Linked DNA regions of Mus musculus: region 2 is linked to region 1. The links are chromatin contacts, called in public HiChIP or PLAC-seq maps. All regions are on one chromosome and are shown on one strand. The core of a region is the stretch at or near the end of the contact, and the rest is flanking DNA. Distances in the headings are between cores, read along the strand shown.

Region 1 (3,005 bases), core at 406-2,905:
TGTCGGACCAAGCAAGAAACCTCGCACAGCTCCCACAGCCCGGGCCAGCTAGGTGTGGGGTTGTAAGGTCATTCTCACACCTGCTGAAGGGAGTGAGGCGGGGACACTCCAGGTGTCTGGATCCTGGGATGATTAAAGGAAACTGTTAAAAGGCATGCAGGGAGAGCGCAGCGGGGGGACGCGCTGTGGTAGCCAAGCGTGGGAGGCTAGAGATGCCTCCCTCCAGGCCTTGGGGACTGGGGAGACAAGCTGGCCTGAGATATGTGGACTGGGTAGACAAGCTGGCCTGAGATGTGTGTGTGTGTGTGTGTGTGTGTGTGTGTGTGTGTGTGTGTGTGTGTGTGTGTGTGTGTGTGTGTGTTTCTTTCCGATGCAGGGCGGTTAGCCAGGGGCTGCAGTAGCTTTCCACTCAGCCCAGCGACTTTTACACATCCCAGACATACTCAGCGCATCTAAGCAGCGGGCTCGAGAACCCAGGACTGAGCCTTCCCGGAATCCACTCAGAGCGCCCAGCCATTAATTCTCGAACTCTTAGAATTCTGTGGCTCCGTTGCCGACTGAGGATTGGGTTCCCTTAACCTAGGGCTTCCTCTTCTCGGGCAGGAGGAGGAGTCACAACCTCCCCTCCCTTTCTCCTCCGCCTACGACCAGCTTGATTTAAAAAAAAAAATCTAATCTTTTATTTAAAGTCAACGGAGAAGCAGGAACCCCGCGCTCCTGCCTAGAAGATATTTTTACTAACTCCTTAATCTCTGCCAAGAAGGGCAACCTTAAGGAACCTGTTTTCTTTTAAGCTTTAGGTAGCAAGGGAGGAGTGTGACAGTCTGGGCCGAAACTCGAGGGCTCTATGCACTTGGGAAGGGTTATTAGGGCGGAGGTAGGGTGGGACGAAAAATTTCCAAAGTACTAAACATTGAACACGAGAGTCAACTCGAAAAGCTTTGAATCAAATTGGGAGCCGAACGTACGTATGTGTGGCTAGCTCCCGGGAAAGAAGCCTCTTGAGTCCCCGTCCAAGCAGGAGAAAAGGGGTCAGGTGAATGAATACCCAGCTTGTGACCCTGAAGGAGGAGAGTCTTGGGCCAGGAGGGGATGTGCCCATAGCCTAGGCGCGCCCACGCGCACCCCTGGAGGAGAAAGGCCGAAAAGACACCTCCTGCCTCCGCCTGGGGCTGCTACCACCGGACTGCGCCCCCAGCGCCTTGCCCAGCTTCACCAGCTGAGCGCGAACCCCTCTGCTCTCCTATTCTCAACTAGTCTCCGAGCTGTTAGGACTCGTGGCAGTCAAAGGCACCTCGTCCGCCCCGCAGAGCCCATTTCTCTCCCCACCCCATCTCCCGCCAACGCCCCCAAATTTTTTGGGCTCGCCCTTCCTGAAAGTAGGCGAGGCCCAGAAGCTGAGGCTAGAGAGAGGAGGTGGAGGAGGAGGAGGAGGAGGAGGAGGAGGAGGAGGAGGAGGAGGAGGAGGAAGGGGTAGGAGGTGGAAAAGGGGCGGCGCCGAGCGGCCAGCCAGGGGGCGTGTCCGGCACTGGCCCCGCCCCTGGGTGCGCGCGGTGGTGGCGGAGGCCGCCCAGCCTCGCTCTAGAGAGACAGGTATCGCTTAGACGCCATGTTGTGAGCGGAAGTGGGGGAGCGCGCGGCCGTCGCTGTTCTGCTGGGATCGGGCGCGGGAAGCGGCGGGGAGGGGAGGCGGGGGGCGGAGCCGTAGTCCGGGCGGCGGAAGGAGGAGAGGAAGAAAGGGGCGAGCCCTGGTGCCTGGCGGCGGCGCAAGGCTCTCGCTTGGAGTGCGGGCGGCTGTGGCTAGGCGCTGGGCGTTCGGGTGGTCGGCGTCGGCGTCGGCGTCGAGCTCGCTCTCGGGGGAGCCGCGGCTGCCCGGCTGCTGCTTCTCGGCTCTGCCTTGGAGCTCGAGTGGCTAAGGAGCCGAGCCGGCTGTGGGGCGGGTGGGGAGGGAGGAGGCGGTGAAGGCGGCGGCGGGCCGGGGAGGGGGGGAAAGATGCCGCTGGCGCAGCTGGCGGACCCGTGGCAGAAGATGGCTGTGGAGAGCCCTTCCGACAGCGCGGAGGTGAGTGCAGCCGTGCGGCAGGGCAGGCGCGCCCCTTCCCCACGCCCCCGCCGGCGCTAGCTCTCTTCCCCGGAGCTGCCCCCCTTAGACCACCTCCGCCGCCGGCTCACATCTTGTTCCCGGGGCGAGATTCTGCTTTGGGTCGTTGGGCTTTGCCGATCTGTCTGTGTCTCCTTCCCGCACCCTCGCCTCTCCCTGCTTTTGGGGTTGGGGGGTGCCGGTGTGGCGGCGCGTGGGGTTTGGAGTGGGCGCTGAGGCTTTGCAAAGAGCCTGTTTTAATCAACTTTGCGTGGGGGAAGCAGGAGGCAAAGCAGGAGCCGGCGGCGGGGAGTTGGGAAGTTTGGCCCTGCCGGCTCTAGGGTCTTCTCCGGAATCTTAGAGACTTTGGATTCGGTTCACCAGGAGCCAAGACTTCAGTCTGGCCGCCGGAGGGGTTTGCTACAGGGAGACGGGCGCCCACAGGGCAAGGTGGGCGAGCCAAGCCGGGAGGGTTTTGAGTAAGGGGTCCAGGACTGAGGGATCCCCCCACACCCCGGTCAGTCTGCCGCAGCGCTCTCTGCCGCTGCTGCAAAAGAAAAACGGAGCGCCTTAGGTCCCCTACTCCTAGGTTTTGAGGTCACTGAGTTGGAAGACCCCAGTATAACTTTTGCTTCCTGTCCATGGAGGTGAGCGGGTGAAATTCAAGGAGATCAGCGGACGCTGTAAAAGGGCTATCTGATTTTCCTCTCCCGGGATCTGATGATCGGCCCTGAGATACCCACCCCAGTGTCAGAAACCCAAACAGTATACCCAAACAAGGCAAAACAGAATTTCCGCGGACACATCCCAGCACCGAGCTTTTCACAGCCGCCACTGTCCCAGAATCAACTGGCGATCTAAAAAAATAATGCAGACAAGATCCATTCCAGGGTATCAGCGCTCCTCTCCAGAGTGGAAAATCAGT
Region 2 (3,238 bases), core at 279-2,778, 110 kb before region 1:
TGCACAATCTGAGACATAGAGCAAGTTTCTTGAATACTTGGGCATGGAATGGAGATAGAAAACCCTGGGGTCATCGCCATCACTACTGAGGGTGTGGTGCCAGGCAGCCCCTAGCTGTGAGTTCCTCAAGGACACTCTCAGCTCTAAAGGGCTCCTATGCTCCACAGCACATGCCTTCCTGGTTAGCCAACAAAGTGAAAAGGCAGGGACATAAAATCATGACCGCTTAGGTTCAACAGTTGACAGGTTTGATGTGTCACCCTAGTCACATAGGTCCCCATCCTCCCACCTCTGACTACTCCCGCTGTTGTCTCCTCCTTCCCATAGGTGCTGGCCCCCAAGACACATGTAATAAAAACGTCCACATAGCAAACCTTCAGGCTGGCTTCCTGGGGGCAGCCCACCTCCCATACAAAGACACTGGAGTAAAGAAATATTTGGAACTTGAGGTTTAAAATCATTTGTAGTTCTGACTGGACCCATTATTATTAAGATATGCATTAAACACCAGAAATTCAGAACAACTTTCAAAAGCTAACTTAAAAACTAATACAACTGGTAATTGAGATAAGGCTAGGAAATTAGATACTGAGAAAAGTGGTTATTTGTAACAAAAAGAGTGGATATAAGCCTTACTTCCCATATCTGATTATTTTCTGATATTTTTGAGTTTACATGTATCTTTTTATAGAAGAAAAAATAAGGAAATATGGATATTTACCTCATTTCTACTTAATGGGGTTTTAAAAGTAATTTCAAATGAAAACTTTTCATACTTTTGAGAAAAAATACAAAAATATAAAAAAAAGTTAAAACCATATGCCTCCAACACTCAGAGTAAGTAATTTTATTATTTGTGAAATTAACCTTTCACAAAGTAGCCAGTCCCTGAAGAATGACATCTGAGGTTGCCCTCCAGGCTCTGCATACATGTGCACACATATATGTAACCACACATTAGCGTACCCACAAAAAGGAAAAGGCCCAAAGTAACGTTTTGTCCATTTGTTAAAATTCATGTGCATTAGATGGAGGAGCACTCAAAGTCCCACCTCTACCTGAGGAGCTATTGGCTTGATGGCTACTGAGGGAGGGAAAACCACTTTCTTTGAAGGATGGTCACTGGTAGGTAGCACATGCTCCAGTGGATGTTTCTATATTCATACACATAGGGGCCAAGTAGACTTAGTGGAGTATCAAAAAGAAAAGACATGAAGTTAGAAAGGGGATATAAAAAGCACCTAAGAGGAACCAGAGTCAGGGAGTTAGATATGATTAAAGATATTATTAAAGGACATTGTATATACCTATGAAAATCTCAAATAATAAATAAAAATACTATTGTTGGAAAATTGACAGGCATGCTATCTTAAGCTTTAGTGTTTGAATTCAAGTAGCCAGAACAAATGTCTGTGGGCTACTGAATCATTAGTATCTAAAAGGGAAGTCTGGAGACTTATAAGCTAGACAAGTGAGAGGAAAGCTAAGCAATGGGGAACATAGCCAAGTTATGAAAGGGAAACCGACTTAAGATGTCTCTACTGATCCAAATTTCCCTGCACATTGGCTACTTCCGACCCTGGCCTCTCAAGCAGTGCTATTACAGTCACAAATATTTACTTGATACTTCCTAAATTTTGGTATCATTTTCTCAAGATTCAAAATCATTCTAATGGCCCGCCAATTCACACTCTAGATACCTTTTGCAGAAATAAAATACAGTCTCTCCCTCAAATCATAAACTGTAAGAGTATCAGTTGTGAAGCTATTTTCCCACAACATCAAGCCCAATCTCTTTATCATACTTTGTCAGGCTGAAGCTGAGATTCTATAACCCAAAATTTTCTTGCACTACCATCTCCTATATTGACCCTGTCAATGGAAAATTCTAGAAGCAAACTGGAAGTCTAGAAGTCTGGAAAAGAAATCAAGGTCAATTCTTCCTTGTATTTACTTCCTCTGGTTGTCAGATTAGTTTGGCAATACTTCTTCACCCCGGAGGTGGTGACTCATGCCAGCAGTAGCAGTAGATTCAAGATTGCAATCTTCCCAACACTTGCAGAACGAGATCATCACGCCTCCTTTAAGCTCAAAGACACTAGTGCCAGCCAATCAGCTCTCACTTTCCTCAGAGGTTCAAGTGCATGACTCATGGGGGCCTTTCCTTCAAGCCTTTACGTTTTAAAAATTCCAAACCTTCCCTTTGATTTTCTGTTGCTCTGGGTGTGTCCTTTTTGAATGCTTGGGGTGAAAACCAGGACATTGCTTGCGCTAGGCAAGATCTCTGCCACCAAGTCACATGCCCGGCAGTGGGTGTTTTACCTGCACTTATATCTGCGCACCATGTGGTGACCTGGTACCCACTGAGGCCAAGGGAAGGCACTGGGTTCTTGACTCTAGAGTTAAGGATTGCTGTAAACCAAGTTGGTACTGGTAACCAAACCTGGGTTCTCTACAAAATCAGGAAGTGTTATTAACTGCAGAGCCAACTTTCCAGCCCTGTAGCTTTGGGGTTTTGAGACAGGGTCTTGCTATGTATAATCTACACTGACCTCAAATTCAGGATTATCATGTCTCCACCTCCAAAGTGCTGGAATTACAGGTATGTGCCACTACGCCAGGTTTTTAGTGTCTCTTTTCTGCTTTCAGGTTTCTAGTACCTAGTTAACAATGTGGCTCACACTGTTGGGGTTCACAACCATCTCTAATTCTGACCTCTGTGGGCACCACGTGCTCACATGATGTACAGGCATACATGCACGCAAAAAAGCTCTACACATAAAAGGTAAATTCAAAGCATCACCACTTATAACAGCATACAATATGAAGCACTTGTGGATAAATTGGACAAATTTGTGCAGTGGATGTACACTGAAAACTATATGTTAAAGATGGGCCAAGTGGCTGGGAAGACACACCATACATGGAACTGAAAACTGAATCTTGTTAACATGTGGTTTTCCCCATATTGGTGTATATATTTGATGCACTAACAATCAAAATCCAAACAACCCCTTCTCTTTTAGAATCTGGTGAGCTGATCCCAAAATTTCTATGGAAATGGAAAGGACTTAGTAAGAAAACAAAGTCAGAATAATTACACTATAATTTTAGACTTCCTATGAAAGCCACTGTCATAGTTAGGGTTTTGCTGCTATGAAGGTAAGTCTTACAAGGACAACATTTAATTGGGGCTGCTTACAGGTTCAGGGGTTCAGTCCATTATCATCAAAGAAGG

What was found. HiChIP or PLAC-seq counts read pairs in DNA pulled down with a chosen protein or histone mark.
Region 2: an H3K4me3 HiChIP or PLAC-seq map of bone marrow-derived macrophages shows a contact between it and region 1, with 2.9 times the contacts expected there. The contact joins the enhancer-like site here to the promoter of Rps6ka3 in region 1. A contact is called at or near these places in 12 of 484 Hi-C or Micro-C datasets (the N1E-115 cell line, adipose-derived mesenchymal stem cells, bone marrow-derived macrophages and 7 more), 4 of 115 datasets of contacts at active chromatin or transcription factors (the SCID.adh cell line, bone marrow-derived dendritic cells, bone marrow-derived macrophages and 1 more) and 2 of 9 other capture datasets (adipose tissue and liver).

The regions. Positions count from the first base shown.
Region 1 is chrX:159,254,127-159,257,131 of GRCm38.p6, forward strand. Rps6ka3 (ribosomal protein S6 kinase polypeptide 3) reads left to right here and starts at 1,656. Exons shown (of 22, transcript NM_148945.2): 1 at 1,656-2,062. The coding sequence starts at 1,994.
Region 2 is chrX:159,143,348-159,146,585 of GRCm38.p6, forward strand. No RefSeq gene overlaps it. Among named protein-coding and RNA genes, the nearest start is that of Rps6ka3, 110 kb to the right of the region's middle. Within about 2 kb of position 1,529, at least 29 of the 459 cell types and tissues checked have an H3K27ac peak or open chromatin away from gene starts, as enhancers often do. A contact at or near this core is called in the N1E-115 cell line, adipose tissue and bone marrow-derived macrophages, where this site is marked.